Regions from separate parts of the Mus musculus genome. Here regions 2 and 3 are each linked to region 1. The links are chromatin contacts, called in public promoter capture Hi-C and targeted proximity ligation maps. All regions are on one chromosome and are shown on one strand. The core of a region is the stretch at or near the end of the contact, and the rest is flanking DNA. Distances in the headings are between cores, read along the strand shown.

Region 1 (3,284 bases), core at 463-2,962:
TTCACAAAGAAACTTGTCATTTCTGTACTTGTATTAGTGTGATTTACCAGAGTTACTATGAAAAGTGTTAGAAAATGTCCGTAAATATTTACTTTATATACTGAATTTTAAAACATTTGCTGCAAGTGCTATTTCTCCTTTTGTCGTTTTTCCCTCCCATCCACCTTTCTGCCTAGGACATTAAATACCAAGGGCTCCTGGGTAAACTAGACAACCAATGGACTGATATGACTAACATTCTTTTTAAAGCTGTAAGTAGGTAAATTCTTCAGTAGATGTAAAATAGCAACCATTGAAAACACCAAAAATTAGTGTGCCATGAACTATGGAATTTTAAAACATCAGTTTACTAAACTGAAATTCAACATTTATATTTTCATCAGAACTTAATAATCCCATAAATAAATAGAGCTCTCAATTATTTAAAAAATCAAGGGATAACATATGTATTTAGACATATTAGCAGCGTAAAATGTATGCTTCAACACACTTATTGATAAAAAGTCCGAAAATATTACTACACTGAATTCAAGGGCATCCCCAGGAACCTGACATAGAAATTCTCTAGAATAACATTTCAGGAATTTCCAAAAAGAGGGAAGAGTCAAATAGGAAACGGCTTTAACGTAATCGACAAAGTTCAGTGCTTGCTCTAACTTGATTTTTTTCTTTCTTTTTTTTTTTGTTTGTTTTTGTTTTTTTGTCTCTCCATTGGGGGAGGGGGATTCAAGATGAGTGAGTCACTTTGAGGAAAGTTCATCTACTGGAATAAAGGGGGAGGCTGCTTGGGCGGGCGACACAGGAGAGTCGGTGGTAGTGCTGACTTTCGCTGGTGAGTTACAGGAAGATCCGGCACTGCTGCTGTTTCCATCCAGGGTATCGGAAGATACGCACACACCGGGGTCTGACAGCTGTGCAACGTCAGAAGACAGCATGTTGGTGATGCCCTGGAAAAATCTCTTTGGCTGATAATCAGTTTCCATTTCACATTTTCTTTTCAATGGTCCAAGAACACTTGGTCTAATGCAGTTGATGGGACTCTGGCTTCTCCGGGTGGTAAATCGGGTGGTTGGGCTGGGAATGGGACTTGGAGGCAGTCCGTTGCTACTCACAAAACTTTGCAAGGACGGTGAGAAACACTGCTTCCCAATTCCCCGGGTCGGGGACGGTGCCGGAGACACCGGAATGAAATCGATGCGCTTCGGGGAGGCGGATTTCTCCACGTCGTTGTCACTCAGGCTGAAACTTTCCTCCCAGGAGTGGCTTATCTGCATTGCGGTCTGCACCTCGCGCTCGTGAACGGTCTCTCGGTTGATCAGGTCCATGCCCTCCTCCTGTTTGATCTGGTGCAGGCGGCTGCTGTGCATTCGGACCGGCGAGGCCGGGAGCAGCAGGCCGTGGCGGCTCGGGAACGTCGTGCTGTTCCGTCTGGCGCTGGGCGCCTCGGCCTGGAACACCGGCGACGAGTCGCTGAGGCCGTGGATCAGGGGGGCGCTGTTAGACCTCCGCAGGCCCCCGCCGCCAGGGCCGCCGCCCTCCGCCGGGCTCGCGCCCGCGGGCAACTCCAGGTCCAGCTCCATCTTCTCCTGAGCCATGGCGCGGCCGGGAGGCGGGGGCGGTGCTCAGTCAGGGCCCTGGGACTCCCATTCCCCGCGGCCCAAGGCCGCCGCCGCCGCCGCCGCCTTCGAGAATCTGTCAGCGGGTTCGCGCCTCTGCGCAGGCGTGCCCCTTCGCGCAGGCGCCCTGGCACGCCCGTTCTCGCGGCGCCAGCTTAGTGCGTCATGGCTGCGGCGCCGCGGCGGGGGCAGGGGGCGAGCAGTGGTTGGGCGACTCCAGTGTTCGTTTCTTCCGCAAATAGTCACTGGGCGCGGGCTCGCGGGAAGGCAGGTTACGGAGGCCGGGGCATTGAGAAGTGTATGTGCTTATGAAGCAAGTGTGAGCTCAGAAAGATAGGCCCTTGGTGATGTGGGGCTTCATGATTGAGCTTGGCCCGGCCTGGTGGGCTTCCCAGAGGGAAGTCTGAAGGAGGCCACGGCGGCGCTTTGTAAAACTGGACTGGAAGCAGGGAGCCACTGCTACCCAGCTAGGTGACAGACAGGAACCAGGAGGACAGGGTTGTTAGCCTGATGGTGGACAAGAGCAAGTTCTGGGCTTTTTTTGAGAACAATGAACTCCCGGGCGTTCTCAAGGAAGCATATTAGGGTACAGGAGCAGCCTTTGGCTGAGGTCTGAGGAAGAAGACATGGGATTAGAACCTACAGGGAAAAGGCCAAAGAGGAGGTTGATTTACACTAGGACAGAATCGGGGAGGGCCAAGAGAGAATAGTAGACTTAAGGCGGTTGGGAGGAAGAAGCTTTGTGACATCTTTTTTAAAAAAGTTGTCATATTTCTGCCGTTAACCGTGCACATACTAATGTTCACTTGGTGTGGGAATCCAATGAAAGAAAAAAAAAAGACACATTCATAGATCAACAGATTTTTAGCTTATGTAATTAATACAAAACTTTGTATCTCATTAACAGGGAAGTTGTATGTGTTCATTTATTCAGTCAAGTCTCCTATTCGGGCATACCTACTTACTATGTACCAGGTACTGTGCTAGGAAATGGACTTGTGTGAGGACATTCAGTTTCTACTGGGTGGGAGTGGGGGATGAGAAAATAGGGGACTTTTGGTGGTATGGCTGGAGGTAGAAGTGGGACGGTGTGGTCAAGCACTACCTATATATAGCCCTTGAGGGGCAGTTGGGCAGAGTTCAGTTGTAAATGACAAATCCTGTGGACTGTGGGAGGTGGGGGCAGGGCCGAGTGTTCCAACCAATGCGAAGGGCCAACATACCCACCCGTCTGGGGAAGAACAAGGAAAGAAAAATCAAGAAGGAGACAGGTGACCTGAGAGGTCAACGGACTGAGCGCCCAGTCCTATGATTATAAGTCCCTGAGCAGTATTAGGCAGGGGAATAATAGGCTTGGGCTTTATCTGTTATGGTTTGAGATGGAGTCTCACTAAGTCATTGCTCAGGCTAATCTCAAACTTCTGGGCTCTAGTGATTCACCTCACTCCCAAAGGAAGTAGGGCTAAGGGCATATCGTGCCACACTCAGCATGGTTTTTGCTTTAAACACCATGGAATGAGCTGAAAGGGGGCCAGAGGCAAGAGTGGAGGCCAGAAGATAGAGTAGAAAGCTGCTACAGAGAGCAGAATACTGGGGTAGGGTTGTAACAGTAGGGAATGGGGAGAAGGGGATCCACTGATGTCATCTGGGATGAGATTTGCCAATAGG
Region 2 (3,284 bases), core at 319-2,818, 720 kb before region 1:
GTTATGGCTGCTGCCTGCCTGCTTAAGGCATCTGGGCTTCAGTCCTGCCTAGGGGGCTCTGATACCTTTCCTTCCTCTAACTGGTCTCCTGGAAAGGCTTTTTCCTCAGGCAGTCCAGGGAACATCAGATACCCCTGCACCTTGGCAGTTGGAAAGTTCACAGTTGTTCTCTGATGTGTAGTTTTCCCAGGGTGCTATGAATTCTGGAGGGACGAGGACCCTATCTGGCTTTCACCAGAGAGGGTAGTTTTACTGACAAGATGAATAGGGAATGACTGTCACAAGAAAAACAACAATGGCCCTTATTTCTAGTATATGTTTAAGTTTTATGAAAAGATACTGGGGGGACAGGAGAAGCTATACTTTTCTTTGTCAAAGCCAAGAAACTAATTACGAAGTAGAATGCAGAAATTCATGTGAATTTTAAGGCTAAACAAGAATTCTAGGATGCCTCGGGCTACACCCGTAGATATTTCTGGAGATACTGTGCTTAATATGGAAATACTGTATAATGATAGATTTATCTCTCCCTAGGTCAGATAAGGAAGGCTTGTCTTCATTTCACTAGATGAGAATATGCATACTAAGACGGACTTGAAAATTATAAGGTTTCGGGGGAATATGACCCTTAATTTTTAAATTGAGAACTCTGTCCCAAAGAGGGGGGAGGATGTAGCTATGGAATCGCCTATTACAGATGGAGCTGGCGCCTGAACCCAGGCGCCTGAACCCAGCCCCGCCCTCGCCCCTCCACTCCCACCCCGCCGCCGCCCAGGGGCCAGTCCACCTTTTCATTAAGTCACAACACCTGCTACCTGGTCCCTAGTGCTCAGGGTCCCCACCCTCCAGAGAACCTAATCATATACCAGGCGAATTGCCTCTGCACGTCTGGAAGACTCTTTTAAGCTCCTAGCAACGGGCATCGAGAAACCAAGTGGACCATTTCCCGACCCCGCCTTCCAGACGCTTTCTGGGTGGGGCGGGTTGGGCAGCGCCCCCAGTGGGCGGCCAGACAGACGCCCAGCTTGTTCCTCTCAAGCTCACGCGGGCGCCCCCTCGCGGCCACTCGAGGAGCGCAGCGCCGCATTGCAAGCTCCAAGCTTTTTCTTGGCTTTCAGGCCCGGGAAGCGGGAAAACTGCGTGTCACTAAGCAAGAGGACACGGGCAGCCGTCCACGCGGCAGTGTGTCCTAAGCGTGACCAGAGCCCATTCGCAGAGACGGGGCCGGGGATGAGCGTTAGGGACCTGGGACAGAGGACCGTGGAGGTCCCCCTGTGTCCCCGCGGGAGGCAGCCACGTAGTCCATTCCAGGCTCTCGGCCACGAGAGGGAGGGACTCGCGCACAGCTACGGCGACGGCTGTGGACCCCTCGCACGCTCACGCGCGCCCGAGCTGGACTGTCGCGTCGGGCCCGCGCCGCGCGCGCGCACGCGGGTGGGCGTGGGAGGCAGGGGCGCTGCTGCACGCGGCGTGCGCGCGCTCCCCCCGCCGTCAGTCGCAGCCGCCCGGCCCCGGCGCGCGTCACGAGGGCGAGCGGGCGGCGAGCAGGGGGTGGGGCCGCGGCCGGAGGGGCCCGAGCGGCTGCCGAGCTAGAGCCGGAGGAGCGGGGCGCGGGCGGCTGCGGTCCCGGTGGCGGCGGGGGAAGATGGTGGCGCTGGAGGCGGGAGCAGCTGGAGAGCAGCTTTATTCCCAGGCTTGGCACGGTCGCTGTCACTAGCGCCGCCTGCTCCCGCGGGCCCGCGGACCCAGCTGTCAGGCAAGGTACCACCGCCAGGGCGGGCTGGGTGAGTGCCGGGCGCCCGACGCCCCGGACGGAGCTCGGGTCCTTTTGGAGGGATGATCCCGGGAGCTAGGGGTGAAGCGTGGAACAATAGTGCGGATGAACAGGGACGGCAGGCGACATCCAGGGAGGCAGTGCTTGGAGCTAGCGAGGCGGGGGAAGGGTGTGTACTAGAGAGATGCCAGGCGTCCGGTGCGCGCTGAGATACCCGGCTTTGGGAAGAGCGGGCCTGATGACAGTCACGGAAGGAGTGTGTGTGTGTGTGTGTGTGTGTGTGTGTGTGTGATAGCAGAGGGGATGGAGGTGGCAGATCCGAAGTGTAGGGGGAGATGACATTTCCAGGAATCCCCGCTAGGATCCCTCCTCTCTGGCTGACTGATGATGGAAACCGTGAGGTGGGCAGGATGCACTTGGTGTGTGAAGTGTGGAGGGGAGGCAGTAGGGTAAGGCCGGGTTTGTAAAATCCCGTGTAAGAGTGAGTGTTTAGCGTGCAATTGGATCCACGCTCTCAAAACTGCGCCCCACATCCAGCGATCTGCTTTTCCTGACTTGATGCCGCCAGCTAACACTGTGGGACAGTATTGGTTATTTTGACCCTGCAAGTCTAAGAACAGTTTCTGTTCTGCTACTGTTCTTGGGTGGCTGGGTGTACGGATTCTCGCTTCCCCTTTCCCTAACGTCCTAACACGGGGATGTGGAAGTGAGCGGTTGCTTTGAGGCACATGGCAGCAAACCAGGATAATGGTTACACCTTTTGAGACAGCTGGTGTCCCTGGCTCTGAAGGGCGCTTTCTTTGGCACTTCACAGCCTCTCATTGACTGCCTGACTCTGCAATTTCTATTGTTTATCTCTTGTCTAACCCCAAGAAGAGGGTGTTTAATGGTCATCTTCCTCTCCCGTTCCCACAACTTTTATCACCAGACTCCCTTCCATATATAAGTACTGAAAACCTTCTAGCTGAAGATTGGATAGTCTTTGCAATGATTCTTTTAGAATAAACTCTTGAGGTGTGTAAAGAAGGTGGGGGCTTTAAAAATACAAGAACAAGATTGAAAGGGAAGTAAAAAAAAAAAAAACAAGGAAAAAAAAAAGAGTGCCCCAACATGCATTCTCTTGGGTGTTTTTCCGTGGGAAATGGGATGCTAGTGACAGCCACTCTCCCGGCTTTCACAATGGTTAGAAGGTCCATTTAGGAACTGAAATTTCCCGAGACCCATGGATATAAGATCTCCAGTCAGTGAAGTCCCCGATTTCCTTCCCAGGACAGCTCACTCGTAGGAAATTTGGCAAATGTTTGGCTCTCCAATGATGTCTAGGAACCAAGACAGAGAAAAAGCACGCAGAGTCTATAGATGCTTAAATTTCTCTGCGTAATAAAGATAGGGTTGCGTAGAGAGGGAAAGCACTAGAGATGGCATATCCGTATGCGTGTCCACTGCCGCCTGGTTCCCTGGAGTCTGTATTTCTCCTGCAATATCCATAGGAGTGAATGCACCTTTATGA
Region 3 (3,284 bases), core at 397-2,896, 520 kb after region 1:
AATGTTTCAATGGGTTACTTATTGTTCACAGAATGAAGATACACACACACACACAATTATTCTTTTAATATTTTTCTATCCAAGTATTTCCCCATAAATCCCATTGTAGTAAATATCTTTAGGAGACCTTTGGAAGTTAGAAACAACAGATATATATTTTTAAGCCTTCTAGAAAATTGACCCTGGGAATGAATCCAGGCCCTTGAGAATGTTAGGCCTTGCAGTTGCTTTGTAGCACAGGCAGACCTTGAATTTGTGATCCTCTTTCTTGCCTCAGCTTTCTGAGTAGTGGAGATTACAGGTTTGGATTACAAGGAATAGTTGGCCTCGTTTATTAAAGTCGTGTTTTCTGTCGGTCTGTACTTAGAGTCTCTGTATTGTTATGTTGTACACATTGTCTTTTATGTTTAAAGGCATTGGTATGAGGGAGGGGGAGAGTTACCTAACCAGCTCTGAAGGTTTGCTCAACTACCTACCCAGAAGCAGAGGAAGAAGGCTGCCAAGAATAAATAGCATATGGTCGGCCAGTATTTTAGTATTAGGTTACAAATTAAGTTGTAGTGGACCAGTGTTGTTCAGTAAGAACTCAATGTGCCAGCAAATGTGAGCTAAGGAAGTAATTTTTACATCTTCTTAATGGGAGCCACATTTTAATACAGGGAAAAACAAACAGGTGAAATTATCTTTAATAATATGTTTCTTAACTTAACAGCTTCCAAAGGATTGTTTTTAACATGCAATCAATACAAAAATTAAGACATTTTGCCTTATTTTTTTTCTGTACTGTCTTGGAAACCCAGTGTGTATTTATTTTCCAACCCATCTCACTTTAGACTAACCAAAAATTCAAGTGGCCAACGGCCACATGTGGCTTGTGGCTTCCATATCTAGACTCTGCAGCTTTGAGCCAAAAATATAGCCCTTTCGTGTTTCCGAAGGCAAGTTGACAAGTGGAAACACACGGAGTTCATACAACACAACTTGGACCAAATATATTACTTGAAATAGGCACAGTCTTTTCCACGCTCATCCTTTGGGGATTATTTTTATTTTTATTTCTCCAGATTTCTCCTTTGTGGTCTGGTCAGGTTTCTCCATGTAAAACAGAACTCTGTTGAGATACCGGTCAATCTCAATGCTGTGTATTCCCTCAGGTTCTAAAATGAAAAGTCATATAGCTCCTAATATTTACTCGTGGGATGCAGCCATTATAATAAAGTGTCCCATGAATGACAGTGCGCCTTCGGCTGGGAAAAAGTCGACTGATGTCCTAAGAGGCTGCCTTAAAAAGAAATGTTCCCAGGAATGGCGTCAATCCACCGGGTGGCCCCTCCAGACCCCGCTGGCTGCTTCTGGATCCAGCGCTCACTGCCCCAGTCGCCCTCCGGCTCCGGCCGCCGGCGTTTCCGGCCAGCTCTCGCGGTCCGCGCTCCGCAGCCACCGTGCCCGTCGGTCCCGGGTCAGCGGCGGGGGAAACGCGCGCCTGCGGCCGGCGACTCTGAGTATCCGGAGCGCGGCTCGGCGCGGCGTCCACGCCCTCGCCAAGCGCTCGGTGCGTGCCAGGCCGGGCGGCGCCGCGGGCGGCGGAGGGAGCAGAGCCCTCCCCCCGGGAGCTGCGCGGCCAAGGTGGAAATGCGGAAGTTTCCGCGGCGCGGCTGACAGATGAGGCTGGCGCCGGGCGCGCCGGGCTCTGCAGCGGCTGTGCGTTCGGGTCCCGTCCCCCCGCAGCCCCGCGAGCCCCGAAGCCGTGGAACCGCGCGCGCGCGCCATGGCCACGCTGCCGAGCGCCGAGCGCCGCGCCTTCGCGCTCAAGATCAACAGGTAAGACGGCGCGGTTCCTGGCCAGTCCGCGGCGGGGCGCGCCGGTCCCCGTGGCGACTCATTCTCGTCCTCTTGTCACCCGCGCTGCTGTCCGGACCAGCGTCTTGCGCCACCTCCCCAACCCGGCGTGGCTCCCGCCGCCCTCGCTGTTCTGAGACAGGTGGCCCGACCCGGAGCGCGGGGTCGCGCGCCCGAACTTGGCTTAACAAATTGCGCCTTCCTTCCAGTCGGGAGACAGCGGAAAGAAGCTAAGTGGCTGAAAATCAGCCCTGCTTTGAAGCAGATCGGTCCGTGGTCCAGGGTTAGGGCTCTTTCAACCCCCTCTTTCCAAAAAACATCTTGGCTTTGGATGGCAGCGCTATTTTTATACCTTGGTCCAAAAGGAGCCAACCATGAAGTGGAAAAAATGATTTTAAAAAAATTCCTCCTTTAAATAAGCGAAAGGGAATGAGCTGTAGCTGACGTTTAAAGATTTCTAGCACTCTAGAAAAGTGAAGAACACAGGGATTTCCAATTTATAAACAGAGCTGCACACGCCACATCTCTGTGAGTTGACTACTCATAAAGTTCTCGGTAGACTCAAGCGGCGGCGTTTCCTCCACTGAAAACTGCTGACAAGTATTCAAGGGGGCATTTTTGCCTTGACCTGGGAAATCTAGACTGCCTGGCTAAAAGATAATGTGGAAGGGCAGCGCTCTGGAGGACTTCCAGGGTTGGTGTTTTTTTCTTGTTCTTGTTTGTTTGTTTTTGCATGTGGGACGCTGGCCCACAGTAATTCATCTTTGGGCTGCTAGTGAGTGAAGCTGGAGTCACTAGGAATCACCATCCTTGAATAGTGAGCGGTAAGGACCACAGAGGGCCAGTGGAGTTTCCCTGTGCAGTTGTGAGCAAGACCTTTCACTTCCTTCACTATTTCATCTGTCCAATTAGTTTAATTATTAATGTGGACTGTATACAAATGCTAAAGGGTAACTATATCATAATTCAGTCTTCCTATCGGAGCCTTTCCCCTCATCAGGCTGTCCTGGCTGCAGTGGGGCCGTAGGGGCATAGGAAGTTTTGATGGCTGTCATCATTGCCTTCCCCGCTTCTCCTCTCTTTGTCCCTGTCATGAGAAAGAAAAAAAGCCAGGAAACAAGGAACAAGGGCAGGAAGCTGTTAGGGATTCAGGAGGGGTGAGACTGATCTGAAGTGACTGTCTGGGACCTAATGCAAGCCTGGAGACGCTCTTGCAAGGAGCTTCGGGGTTGGTATAACCCAAGGGTGGAGGATTAAAGTCCTTAGCCAGAAGTGGTGGACTTACCCATCATCCCAGCCCTCAGGAGGCTGAGACAAGACAATCACAAGCTGGATGCCAGTCTAGGCTGCATACAGAGACCTTGCAACAAGGAAACAAAACAGAAGCAACCACCCAAGCAAAACAGTGTTAGGAAAACCAAGAGCCAGGCTACATTCAAATTTCC

What was found. Promoter capture Hi-C pulls out the DNA fragments that hold promoters and counts their contacts.
Region 2: a targeted proximity ligation map of microglia shows a contact between it and region 1, with 6 times the contacts expected there. A contact is called at or near these places in 1 of 39 promoter capture datasets (the C10 cell line) and 1 of 130 datasets of targeted methods (microglia).
Region 3: a promoter capture Hi-C map of liver shows a contact between it and region 1, with 2.0 times the contacts expected there.

The regions. Positions count from the first base shown.
Region 1 is chr19:24,475,762-24,479,045 of GRCm38.p6, forward strand. It overlaps Fam122a (family with sequence similarity 122, member A), which reads right to left and starts at 1,713. Exons shown (of 1, transcript NM_026520.3): 1 at 18-1,713. The coding sequence starts at 1,595. The coding sequence ends at 741. The region is part of intron 1 of Pip5k1b (phosphatidylinositol-4-phosphate 5-kinase, type 1 beta); the gene reads right to left.
Region 2 is chr19:23,757,308-23,760,591 of GRCm38.p6, forward strand. It overlaps Apba1 (amyloid beta (A4) precursor protein binding, family A, member 1), which reads left to right and starts at 1,569. Exons shown (of 13, transcript NM_177034.3): 1 at 1,569-1,784.
Region 3 is chr19:24,997,883-25,001,166 of GRCm38.p6, forward strand. Dock8 (dedicator of cytokinesis 8) reads left to right here and starts at 1,647. Exons shown (of 48, transcript NM_028785.3): 1 at 1,647-1,821. The coding sequence starts at 1,769.